Linked DNA regions of Mus musculus: region 2 is linked to region 1. A link is a contact called in public Hi-C data. All regions are on one chromosome and are shown on one strand. The core of a region is the stretch at or near the end of the contact, and the rest is flanking DNA. Distances in the headings are between cores, read along the strand shown.

Region 1 (6,674 bases), core at 386-2,885:
ATTTCATTGAATTCATGAAAAACAATCCAGTTTTTCTTTACCTTTTATGGAACCTGATATAGAAAGTTGAGGTTGGAGGAGAACCCCTGGAACTTCACATGCAGAAACTGATGCTACAGGTCAGACCACAAATACCCTTGCTGCTCATAGTTGACTCATAATCACAGCAGCATGCTAGGTGTCCAAATCTTCAGTGGACCATTCTGATACTATTGTGTACCTTCAAATGTCCAGACTGGAAATCTGCCCACTTCTCGGTGATTCAACTGTATCATTGAAAAGGCTTTTTAGCATCCCTGGCAGAATCTTCTCGTAAACCTTGGGTGCTTTTAACTCCCGTGGATTTTGTCATGCTAACATATTCTCTCAGTAGACTTCTGCCCATTATGTCTTTGACTGGTAGGTACTTCATTTTCTTTTTACAAGTGGGAAGATACAGCTCTATGGTGCATGGTATAAAATGCGGTTGTTAAAACCAAGAATGATGGCCTGTCAAGATGATCTATATTGTCCATCTAATTGGGAATGTTGTCATTAACATAAAACACTCTACTCAATGCAGGCTTTATGTAGCTATTAAATAAAAACAAGTAAACCTGTGCATTATTATTGGTACCCTGCAAAAGTTGACTGATGCTGGATGTTTGAAGCACTGACATTTTAGTCCGGCGGTACCCATCATGATGTTGTTCAGGGATGGTTTGTGTTTATATGGAATAGAATCTGAAAGCTTCTCAAAGAGAACTAAGCACCTCCTGCCAGCCTGGCCTGGCTTGCTGTTATCTAAGAGACTATTGCTCCTTCCACCGTGGCTAAACTTTCGAAAGCTGCAGAGATAAAACACCAGCTGGGGCATTGCTGCCTGAAAACAGGACAGTAATTGTAACAGACTCGGTGCCTTTGTGAGTTTATTTTAAACATCCCTTAAAAAGAAGGGTTTGTAATTTTCCTTCAGATTACAAGCTGACATTTTGAAGAAGAAGAAGAAGGAAAAAAAAAAGTCTAAGGGAATGCAGCACGTCTGTCTGGTGGCAGCTGATAATTACCATAGTGTGAGTGGGGCTCGATATAACCCAGGCATTTTAAGAAACATGGCTGATTACAGTGCTGCAAGAGTAACTCGGTTCGGGAATTTTGCTTTGTTAGGCAAATTGAACTGTCCTGCATCACCAGTTTCATCTCTCTCTCGCTTCGGATGGTTTTCAACTAGGAGCCACCTTTATATCGGCACTGTCAGGGCTGTTTTATGGAGGGTCTCCAGGTGAAACTCAATAGGAAACACTGAAAGTCTTAAAGGGAAAATCACAAAACTGATTCTTATCTGGGAAAAGTCCTGGCAAGGTCCACTTTGCAGTAGTGGTTTTTGCATTATTTAAAATGTTTGCTTTAAACTTTATATACCCCAGTACAGGGGAACGCCAGGGCCAAAAAGTGGGAGTGGGTGGGTAGGGGAGTGTGTGTGTGGGGGAGGGTATGGGGGACTTTTGGGATAGCATTGGGAATGTAAATGAGGAAAATACCTAATAAAAATATTAAAAGGAAAAAAAAGGAAAAAAAAATGTTTGCTTTACAGAGGACTGCCTGGTCTGGCCTCAGTGAGATAAGATGCACCTAACTCTTGAGAGACTTGAGGCCCCAGGGTATCCTCTTAGAGACAGTGGGAGGAGGCATGAAATGGGGAGCAGTCAAGGGTGGAACAGGAGGGGAATGAAGACTGGACTGTAAAAAAAAAAAATTCCCAAAATAAATAAATAAAATAAAATGTTTGCTTTAAAAACATTTAAAAAAAAAAAACAGAGAAAGACGAATAATTTTTAGCCATACTTGACCCTCCCCCCAAATACCACACTACTTGCCTTTGATATGTGTCCCCTAAGGGAATTTACAGTGAAGGGTTTATGGTAAGTATACAGAAGGAGTGAGAGACAGTGGTTCCCATGAAAGGAAGCTAACTATGGTCAAGGAATATTTTCAACTGCAATCATCAAACACACAGAGATCACTTTTAAATGAGTTGCATAGTAGTTGCATCAATAATTGTATGTGTGTGTATGGGGGTGGGAGGGGTTCAGACAGAGAGAGAAAGTCAGAGAGACAAATATATGACCAGGATATTTCTGAGCACTTGAGGTTTGGAAGTCAGTCAAAGGTGCACGTTGGCCAGAATGCAGGTTTTAGTAGTTTTCCTCGATATCTTTCTGAATCTTACCTTATCAAGCTTACCAACTGTTACTTCTTATGAGTTAATACTCAACTCTAAGTTTTTAGTTCAAGAAATACTTCAAACTATCCTTCCAAAAAAATGTCTAAAAATACTTCCAGTCAAGAAACAGAACCAGGCTTTGTGGGGTCCAAAGCCCTCTCCCTCTCTACAATGGAGGCAAAGTTATGGATATAAATTGAGATCAACTGCCCTGGAAAGATCCTGAGGGATCTTGAAGTCGAGTTCCATTTGCTTCTAGTAAATCCATCTTTACTTGAGAAAGAGCCAAGATGGAAAACAACCCACAGTTGAAACTCCATTATTTTTGTGTGTTTACAATACTGTTTAAGACAGAGAGGGTGTGCTATTTCTTTGTGACACTTTCTTCCAATAGTCATTGTTGATGCTACTCTATCTTTCCTTAAATTCTATCCCCCGTCCTATCTAGCTCATGTACAAAGGGGTATACTTTGTGTCCCTGCAGCTACCTTTCCAACGTAGCATCTGCAGCACATAGTTAAGGTTGCCTTGTGTTAACATAGCACTAAGTTAGTATTGACAGCTGAATTGTGGTTCCCAAATCCCATCCCAGTTTATGTGATGAAACCCTCACTCCTTTTCTCTCTCTTTTTTTAAAAATGTAATTTAACTTTTTATATAAATCTGTTAACATTTAATAACATATTTTGAGCAAATAGACATGTCACATTCTTCTTTTTCTTTTGTACCTCAACTCCTCCCAGAGAGCCCCCCTTTCAAAACTTGCAGTATCTTTCATTTTTTATCATATTCTTTAAAATGTAAAGACTATTGTAACAATAAAAAATGAGTATTATAAAAGTTGTTTGATATAAAACAACAATCAATTGAACAGTCTTATGTAGATATTTGTCTACAGCAGCACTGAAAATACATACATTTTTCTCAATATAAATATTAAATAACTCCAGACATATTAACTGTATGATATTTTAAAATAATATATCACTATTAATTTTTAATGAACATAAATAGATAAAGTATTTTTGTTTATTTGTTTTGTTTTTAGTAGAGCTTAAAATCTTGTCTCTTACTGTGGTACAAACACAAAATAAGAACAGTTTTTGGACATTCGAGCTCATGGTAATAAGGCTGAAGGCTTTGCTTGATATTTATAATTATTGTATCAACTTTGAAGAAGAGGACTTTATAAGTTATTCTTATTCTGAGATGAATGCTTTTCAAAATCATCACAGCCAATGAACCAGAATCTTACCCTCACCTAACGTCTGTGCCACCCTCCAAGCAGAACCATTGTTCATTGAAACAGTTGATGAATGACTTCATGGATAGACCATCTTAATATACACACCATTTCTTAAATGAATGCAACCTGATCCCTGTGGGCTGAGAATGATGACAATCACTCAAGTCAAATAGCTTTGACCATAGCAGGAAATCTGTATCCAAAAATCATGCCTACAATTCATTCCTTGGCACAGCAGAACTGTCAACTCAGCTTACAGGGGTAAAATCCTTTGGTGATGTGAGGGACATTCAAGAAACCCTCACTCCTATTGTTGAAATGTGACCTTAGTGGGAGATACATGATTTAAAAAGGTAGCATAGAATAAAATAAAGCAAGGTGTCGTTATTAGAGGGAGAAATTTGAACATACCAGAGATATAAATGCAGGTAGCAGGTGAAGAGGCATCAAGTAGACCACTATCTTTAGATCAATAAGAGAGCCCTCAGAGAAGACTCACTGGGTTGGCACCTCAATCTTGAACTTACACTCAAGCTTCCAGAGATAGGAGAATATAAATTTCTGTTGTTTAACACAATGTGATTGGTATTTCTCAATTATTATAATTTTATTCTATTACATTCCAGTCATTGGTCCCTTCTTTGTTCCCTCTCCACAGTTCCTCATCCCATTCCTCCTGCCCCTTGCCTACAAAAGGGTACTCCCCCCAGGCCTCCTCCTTCCCTGGGGCCTTAAGTCTCTTGAAGATTAAACACAATTTATCCCACTAAGGCCTGTCCAGGCAGCCCTTTGCTATATTTGTGCCAGGGTCCTTGGACTGGTTCATGTATACTCCTGGTTGGTGGCTCAGTCTCTGAAAGTTCCCTGGGATCTGGGTAAGTTGAGACTGCTGGCCTTCCTATGAAGTTGTTCTCCCCTTCAGTTTCTTCGATCCTTCCCCTAATTTAACCATAGGGGTCCGGGACTTCAGTTCAATGGTTGGGTTTAAGTATCTGCTTCTGTCTCAGTCAGCTGCTGGTAAGAACTCTCAGAGTACAGCCATGCCTGGCTCTGGTGTCATAGCATCAGTAATAGTGTCAGACCTTAGTGCCCTCTCATAAGATGGATCCCAAGTTGGGGCAGTCACTGAACCACCTTTCCTTCAGTCTATTCTCCATTTTTGTCCTTGCAGTTCCTTTAGAAGTCAAAGTATCACTATTTGCAGATGATATGATAGTATATATAAGTGATCCCTCAAATTCCACCGAAGAACTCCTATAGCTGATAAACAACTTCAGCAAAGTGGCAGGATATAAAATTAACTCAAACTGTAGCCTTCCTTTGCACAAATGATAAATAGGCTGAAAAAGAAATTAGAGAAATAACACCCTTCACAATAGCCACAAATAGTAAAAAATATCTTGGTATAACTCTTTCCAAGCAAGTGAAAGATTTGTATGACAAGAACTTCAAATCCCTGAAAAAAGAAATTGAAGAAGACCTCAGAAGATGGAAAGATCGCCCATGATCATGGACTGGTAGGATTAACAGAGTAAAAATGGCTATCTCGCCAAAAGCAATCTACAAATTCAATGCAACACCATCAAAATTCCAACAAATTCTTCATAGACATGAAAAAAAGCAATATTCAACTTCATATGGAAAAACAAAAACAACAAACAAACAAAAAACAGGATAGCCAAAATAAGTCTCAACAATAAAAGACCTTTTGGGGGAAATTAGCATCCCTGACCTCAAGCTGTACTACAGAGCAATAGTGATAAAAACCACGTGGTATTGCTATAGAATCAGACAGGTACATCAGTGGAATAGAATAGAAGACCCAGAAGTAAACACACACACCCATGGATAATTGGTTTTTGACAAAGAAGCCAAAAGCTTACAGTGGAAATAGAAAGCATCTTCAATAAATGGTGCTGGTCTAACTGGCGATCTGTATGTAGGAGAACGAAAATATATCCGTAGTTATGACCCTGCACAAAACTCAAGTCCAAGTTGAATAAGGACCTCAACATAAATCCAGACACACTGAATCTAACAGAAGAGAAAGTGAGAAGGAGACGCAAACTCATTGGCACAGGAGGAAATTTCCTGAACGGAGCTCCAGTGTCTTAGGCTTTTAGATCAACAATCGATCAATGAAACCTCATGAAACTGAGAGGCTTCTGTAAGGCAAAAGACACCATCAACAGGACAAATTAGCAACCTACAGTTTGGGGAAAAAACTTCACTCACCCTACAGCCAACAGAGGGCTAATATCCAATCAAAAATAAATAAATAACTCAAGAAGTTAACCTCCAAAAAACCAAACAACCCAATCAAAAAAAAAAATGGGGTATAGAACTAAACAGAGAATTCTCTACAGAAGAATCTCTAATGGCCGAGAAGCACTTAAAGAAATATTCAAAGTCCTTAGTGATCAGGGAAATGAAAATCATAATAACCCTGAGATTCTACCTTACATCAATCAGAACGGCTAAGATAAAAAACTCAGGTGACAGCACATGTCGGCAAGGATGTGGAGAAAGGAACACATTGCTGGTGGGACTGCAAACTGGTACAACCATTCTGGAACTCAATCTGGCGGTCCCTCAGAAAAAAGGAAATAGTGAGGAGTATTTTTTTTTAAATAATCTCTAGTGGGCTAGTACATCTACCTACCATTTATTCAGGAAGTTGTTACCATTCAACATCTTCACTTCAATGTCTTTTAAAACATATTTTTGTTTCCTTCCTTCCCTGGGACAAAAAACGTAGGGAAAGGGGATAGTGCTGAAATCAAATTAGTGTTTTGATATTCACCCAATATTCCTTATGTTGCTGAAGAGACTGAGGTCACCTTAGGATTCCTAGCCTCATTAATACAAAAATACTTAAAAAAAATTGACTCAGAAGCAAGGTTGGGAACGATTTTTTTTTTTTTTTTTTTTTGAGTTTGTAGAAAACTAACAGACCAGGCAAGCTGGAAATGTCCACAGTTGTGGAGCCGAGTGGGTGGAGAAAAGGAAGGAACTCCCGCTCTTTGAGTTTGGGTCCAAGAGAGCTAGTGTGCTCAGCATGGAGGCCTGGAAACAGCTGCATGGTGGAAAGGGAAGGGAAACTCAGAGAGAGAGAGGGTGGGAAAGCTCAGCGTGCCAGGGAAAGATGCTTGGGCAACTGGCCAGTGTGTGAAAGGGAAGCATAAGAAGAAGTGGAAGAAACAGTTACACTTTCTTTGTGCGCTA
Region 2 (7,091 bases), core at 2,468-4,967, 260 kb before region 1:
TTGGGATTACAAATGTGTGCTACTGTTCCTGGTTGAACATCATTCACAAATATTCCATAATGTGTGCTAAGGATGTCTCCTGGCTTCACACTGTTCATGTGTCTGGCGTCCCTTCTCCAACAGGCCACTGGGCCTGGAAGAAAGATGCGCTAGGAATTCTCTTGTGAGCTGCCTGTGTATTTGCCTTGTGGCAAGTTAAAGGAGCATATGAGAGCAGACAGGTTTTTAGATTTGGATTTATTGTTATTATTATTTTTATCACCATGCAATCTCCTACTTCTCTGACCTCTAAAATGCTACAGCTTTTCATCTAGGTGTCATAACAGAGGGCTTTAAAAATAGAGGAACAAGGGTCTGGGATATGAAGGGGGCCATTTCTTTTTTTGTTGAATAGCCATCAGAAGTTAGTTCCAACTTTTCAGATCTAAGGTTATGGAGATGTTTAGCTCACAGTTTGAGAAAAATTCAACTGGAGTGGAATTTTGGGATACAGAAATGTAAGAGTTAGGGCATATATAGGCCTTCTATGACCTACTTCGTAGCTGACAAATCCAGAGAAGAAATAATTCAACTGAGTTGGTCTAATTGTACTTCTCTTTCCTTGGAATTATCCTGTAGCACCAGTTGGGGGTGGGGGGAGGTGGAGGAGAAGAGTTTCAAGGGTCTAATTATAAACTGTCCAGTGCAAACCCCTAAACCCTTCTACTTGCTGGCTGAGGCCATTTCCATGATGCTGTAGCAGCTGTTGCTTGTCTCTGCCGGGTCCCTACCCAGTTGGCTCTGGGGCACCCTCCATGGCAGCTGCCACCCCTCTACTCTTACAGAAGAGAGGAAGGGTTTTTTTTTTTTTTTTTCCTTACTGCTGCTCGAAACTTTGTTTCCGGATCCCAGCATTAGCCTGCCTCTTGGTTTACAGACACGTCTGCCAGAGATTCTGGAACCTTTCCTACCAGCTGCACGCAAGTAAATTTGACTGACACAATCATATGTCTTCCTAAAAAGTTGGCTTCCTCACTGCTAATAATAGGCTTCCCAGGATGGACTCTAGACACCATGACCTTCTACTTTAGGTGAGGTGGGAGAGTGTCAATTGTGGTCGCCCAAGCTTTCCATCTCAAGCTTTCGCTCAAGAAAAGCAGCAAACTCACCAGCAGCTTGGTCTCGTTCTATACTAAATTTTCAAAGTGAGTATTTTGAGTCGTCTCTTCCTTATTTCCAGGGTCTTCTCCATCACTGAGCCTCAACACACTCACACTCACACACACACACACACACACACACACACTCACACATATTTGCATGTATATAATATTAATATATTAAGGCTATTAACATGTACTACTAAGCTTTGATCTTCTTTTAATAACACTAAAGCAATAGTTGTATGCATTTCTATCTATTCTCTCTCTATTCAGAGAATCTCATCCTTAGCACATGTTGGCTGACTTGGAACAACAGAGTGAGTGCCAAAACGTGTGGGTTAAGGGGAAGCCCAATACTTATAATTCTGCTATTGTCATGTATTCATTTTCTGGAATCTTAGCAAAGGTGTGCTATGTTTCAGATGACCTGTCTGTGACAATGGAGACCACAGAGGCTCAAGAGGTGCAGCCAATACTTCAAATAACACAAATGTTACAGGTGCTTCACACAGGGTGCTTCTGATGGCAACAAGGGGGCATGATTCAGATAAAGCTGGAGGAATTTGACCTAGGATCTTGTGCTCGAGGTCTACATTTGGAAACATTCCCCATAGAGATGGCATCCGAAGTTCTGAGTGAAGTATTTGATTTATTTGGTCAACAACAACAAGAAAAAACATGGTAAGCATCCATGTGGTAGAAACTGTTCTAGGTTCTTGTGCAATGTGAGGACATGAGAATGAGGAAATCGTTAATGTCGATGGTTTCAGTTCTGCAAGAAGGAAAAATGTTCTGGAGAGGGGTGGTCTGATGGTTACACAGCATGAATGTTTGATGCATACCGCCGAATTCCACACAGTTCAGATACTGAACACATGTTGGCCGACTTGGCCCAATGTTCCAGATGGTTCAGATACTGTAACCATGATTCAGATACTGTATTTCATCATTGCACTGCTAAGACAAGAACTTGCTATGTACCTCAGGCTGTCTTCAAGCTCACAATCTTTCCTTAGCCTCTTCAGTGTTGGGATTAAAGTTATGTGCAACCGTATGGGGTTACTGTACATCTTTTATATGCTCCTGCATACACTTTGGAAACTAATACGATTAACTTTCAGAGAAGCCAGCTACGTCAGAGAAACCAGCTATGGTGGTACAGGGTGGTAATCAATAATTGTAGCAGTGCTGAGGATCAGGAATTCAAGATCATCCTGTTACACAGTGAGATAGAGTCTTGCATGGGCAAGTGCTACCCTGTCTCAAAACAAAATAACAAAAACAAAGAAACCATCTTTGAAGCATGTGAACTATAATATGGCCCACAAATACCATCTGATGACAGACAACATATACCTTGCTTATGTTTTGGAAGGCAATACGTATTATAGATGAAACTAGAAAGGAATAAGAAGGATTAGGAATAGTGAGTTGGTTACTATTTTTAAAAGGCTTGCCAGAACAGGCATAAGGATTGTCAGAGATAAAGAGATGATGGGTGTCACCATCTGAGGGAAGCAGTTTAAAGCAGTGGGAATCCCTAGCGTTAAAGCCCTAAAGTGAGACCATGTCTGCATGCTCACGGGACTATAAGGAAGTGAGTGTGGCTGAGGCAGCATGCAAAGCAGAGACAGGAATTGAGGTCACAGGGGGAAGGGGGAAGTCTAGGTTTCTATTTATCATGTATACAGATATATGTTCTTAAGATCATTTGTAGGACTTTGACTTTTACTCTGAAGAAAATGGGAATCATATCAAGGTATGAAATAGAGAAATGGACAATGTGGCATTTCTTAAAAGGATAATTATATGTAGAGGGCATCTAATTAAGTAGGAAGAAAAGAGGAGGCAGGAAAGCCTTCTGGAAGGATGTTGTATTGATCTTCGGTAAGAGGTGGAGATGGCTTGCATTTTGAGTAGTGATAGTAGACATGGCAAGAAATAATTAGAACTTCTCTCTATCTATTTTTAAAAAGCCAGCAGCATTTCTTTCTAAATGACCAGAGGTAGCTAATAGAAAAGGAGAATCCAGGGTGCAGGCAAAGTCTTGTGTTGGGTGTCAGGGCTTTCGTCATGCCATCAGGTTGAGAGGCACCTAGTGAACTGCTTCGGGGGTGTGGAGATTGAGAGTTCAGGGTGGAACGTTCTGTGTTCCCTTTGTTATCACCATTTGTTTCTGTAAGTTGCACAAGTGAGGGCCATGGAAAGCATGAGTCAGTGAGAGAGTATCCTCCTGTAGTACTGGGTCAGAGTAGGCGTGTCTTTGAGATGGAGAAGGGAAAGAAGATAGGAGAGTATCAATGGCTCTGTTGCTGACTCATGCTTTGTGTGACAGTCATTTGTTCAAGTTAAGAAAACGGAGCCAGAACTATTAAGCTCTTCTTGTACGCCAGATACGTGGTGTACTAACTCATGCCTACCTTCGTAGTTAAAGGAGATGTTGAATTGCAATTAGAGACTAGAGAGTTTCCTAGCCTCTGCCCTACAGCTGAGACCACAGGAGGATTTTTGTAGTTCACAAACACTCTCTAGCCATGATATCATTATTCATCTTCAGAACATTTCTTGTCGAGCAGGCTGGTGAGGTTACCCTTTTTGTGCTCTGAGGCCTAGAGGTCTTGCTCAGTGCAGAGGCAACAGTTAAAGTGTCCAAGATCTCTGACTTACAGGGCAAGAGCTTCCCAACAGCTCTTTGTCACCCAACTTTTTATTTTCAACATTTTAAAACTTTAAAAATGTATAATAGTATACCAAAACACATAAATTTCTTTTATGTATTCCACCCATTGTTATTTTGCCATATTTGATTTATATCTTACGCGCGCACACACACACACACACACACACACACACACACACACACACTTTTTTTTAATGGCCTGTTTGAAAGTAACTTACAGGCATTCTGTCATGCCCAAGCATACTTAACCTACATCTTTTAAGAATTAGACTACTATCCTACAAAACAAATCTCATATACAAGATAACTAATAATAATTTAAAAACCTGTTATCTCATATGCTATCTATATTTAAAATGTGGGACTGGCACCTAATATCATTTTTAGCTATTTTATACTTTGAAGGTACTGATCTAGAATACTGTGTGATATTTGAGTACAGTATCTTCCATCTCTTTGAATAGAGCTATTTTCCATTTTGAAAAAGGATACTGTTTTTGAAAAGTCCGGGTCACTTGTCATAGAGAGAGTCCTAAATTCTGTTTGTTTGATTGCTTCTTCAGAATTAGATTTAGGTTAAAGTCTTTTCAGTGTTTTGGGCAGTAATAGCACACAGGTGAATGTCAGGTTATGGTCCTGTGTTGAGGGACTGAACATTTAACTTCATCAAGGCGAGAAGTTCAAGATTCTTCATTGTGGGACCACACTTTCTCATCTTAGGTTAATGTGTTTTGTGGAGTGTTTCTGAGCCTAAAACATCAGCATCCAGGGAGGATCTTTACCTGGATTTGTTACTTCAGCGGTGGGTGCCAAATCCCCATTATCTCTCCTTGTTTCTGTTGTGCCAGGATCTTACACCCCTGGGACTCTGCAGTTGTAAAAGATGCAGGAAGCCAACTATGGAGTTAGATGCAGGTGAAGGAATGGCTCAGGTGATGCCAGGGTCCACCAGTGCTAGGCAGGGCATGTAATGGTGAAGCAAATCTGCTACTCTGGTGACAGTGAGTTTCAATTCTGTCACTTTGGGTGGAGACAGTTTCCATAGCTTAGCTTTTCTTTCTTTCTGTTTTTAAAAGTGTTTTTAGGGGAAGAACAAAAGGATTAAACCAACACAACCTCTTTAGCACCGTTTTCTCTCCTTTTTGCTCCCTTTCCCTCCCCTCTCATTCCCTGATCTTTCATCAAAGGCACTAAATGTATGTTTAAAAATTTTCTCCAAGTTTTTTACTCTTTCATCTATCTCTTCTAATCGACCAGTTCTTAACATTGTTTTCTTCTGGCACAATTGTCCTGCTGGCTTTTCTTGGTAGAACAAGGACTTGAGGAAGTTGGAAGCAGTTTTTCACTTTGATTTTCTTTTTTTTTTTTTTTCTTTTTAGGAAGTAACTTTTAGTTATGACATATATGGTCCCAGCTCAGCTCTTCACATCAGAAAATACATAGTTTTGGAAAAAAATAATATATTTTAAGAGTTATCACAGTATTTTTCTCCAGTAATTGTCAGCATCCCAGCTGTACCCTGTTTTTTTTTAAAAAAAAAAAGCATTGTTCTGCCAGCTACATACATTCTTTTACTAAAGCTGAAAAATGGAAAGCTCTCTCTCTCTCTCTCTCTCTCTCTCTCTCTCTCTCTCTCTTTCCTGGTAGTGTCTAACCACATATCTGAACTCTGGTTTCACATAGGCAGTTGTTGATGCTCAGCAGATACATGTTATGTACAAAAGTCATGCTGCCAGGGTATGGAAATTAGGGTGAGGACCTCTGAGAAGGTGTCTACTTAACTCGCCAGTCATCTAGTTTCTATGGTAACGATGACAAACAACTGGGCGTAGTGGAACACCCTGTAAACCAGAACTGGGGAGGCAGAGGCAAGATGATTGCAAATTTGAGGTCAACCCAGGATTACATAAAAAGTTCCAGGCTAGCCTGAGCTACAAGATAAGACCCTATGAAAAACAAAAAACCCAAATAAACAAATAACAACATATGCTCTCTCTCTCTCTCTCACACACACACACACACCAATAAATGTGAAAAAGAAATAAAATTTAAAAAGTGAACCCTGGCAATGATACACACACACACAGAGAGAGAGAGAGAGAGAGAGAGAGAGAGAGAGAGAGAGAGAGAAGAGAGAGAGAGAAACAGACAGGCAGACAAACAGACACAGAGAGAGATAGAGAGAGTCAGTATATGTGTGTATGTATGGACATCAGAAGATCATGGTCAGTTGGTCAGGTTTGGTGGCATCTTTGCCTGTTGAGACATCTCTGGCCACTCACTTTATTATTTAAAGAAATAGTTCCCCCTCCCCACACCCAGTGCAGTGTATTTACAAAATAGTCTTTTTAAAAAAAATCCTACAACCTCCAAATGTACTCTTAACAGTTCTGTCTAAATAATTTATAACCCAAAATTATAATAATGCTATAGAATATGATATAGTTTTTACATTGAAAGGTGTCGTTTTGTGATCTGATAAACTTTCAATTCAACTCTTTGCACAAAGTTTAGAGAATAAAGTGGTGCGGAAGGATAGGAGACGGTCTCCCTCAGTACATTCCACAGCATTGCTTGTCAGAGTGTTTCAAGGGTTAGGAAGGAGATGAGCCCTTTCTCAGAGATGTACTTGACCCTGTGTCTGCCTTGTTTTTCCGGGTAAAGGACACTAGTTTAATCCCTACAATCCTTCCGCGGCTTGACATAGAGTATATCACACAGGGTAGGTGAGGTTTGAAGATCCTTCTAAAACCTACTTAATATTAACCAGGAGTTTTATAATCCTAATTGCCTGTAAACATTATTTCTTCTATGTATTAAACTAACGCAACATGAAGCATGTATTTAAATAGCAAAACATCTTGAAAACAGTGACCCTTATGCTCCATAGAGGTCACTTCTGAAATTAAAATTTAGTGACTCTATGCTGGATGTTAAGGCTTACATCAAATGATTTTTAAAGGTGGTTTCAACTTTAAAATAATAAAAGTCCAGCTGTTAGTAAAATCTTATTTTCAACATTAAATATGATAGCATGTGGTAAATATATAAGTAAAAACTAAATATGTGGTTGTCTAATATGAATGTAATTTTAAGAGTAATTAAAATGAATTTTAGTTTTAAAATGACATTTTATTTTATGCTGAAAAATAACATTTAGAATTGAAAATTTACTATTTTATTATATCCAAAATGTTTAATGGATTTATGATTCAGATGTTTTGATTATAAGTTTTGAGAATTTACTTAGTGTTTTGAAGTTAAAACAA

What was found. A called contact is a pair of places that touch in the nucleus more often than the background predicts.
Region 2: a contact with region 1 is called in a Hi-C map of the G1E-ER4 cell line, with 2.0 times the contacts expected there. The contact joins two enhancer-like sites. A contact is called at or near these places in 1 of 484 Hi-C or Micro-C datasets (the G1E-ER4 cell line) and 1 of 115 datasets of contacts at active chromatin or transcription factors (microglia).

What each region holds. Positions count from the first base shown.
Region 1 is chr10:98,619,257-98,625,930 of GRCm38.p6, reverse strand. No RefSeq gene overlaps it. Among named protein-coding and RNA genes, the nearest start is that of Gm34297, 85 kb to the right of the region's middle. Within about 2 kb of position 1,635, at least 26 of the 459 cell types and tissues checked have an H3K27ac peak or open chromatin away from gene starts, as enhancers often do. A contact at or near this core is called in the G1E-ER4 cell line, where this site is marked.
Region 2 is chr10:98,876,552-98,883,642 of GRCm38.p6, reverse strand. It overlaps Gm34346 (a long non-coding RNA gene), which reads left to right and starts at 906. Exons shown (of 9, transcript XR_871991.2): 1 at 906-1,184; 2 at 1,565-1,823. Within about 2 kb of position 3,717, at least 49 of the 459 cell types and tissues checked have an H3K27ac peak or open chromatin away from gene starts, as enhancers often do. A contact at or near this core is called in the G1E-ER4 cell line, where this site is marked.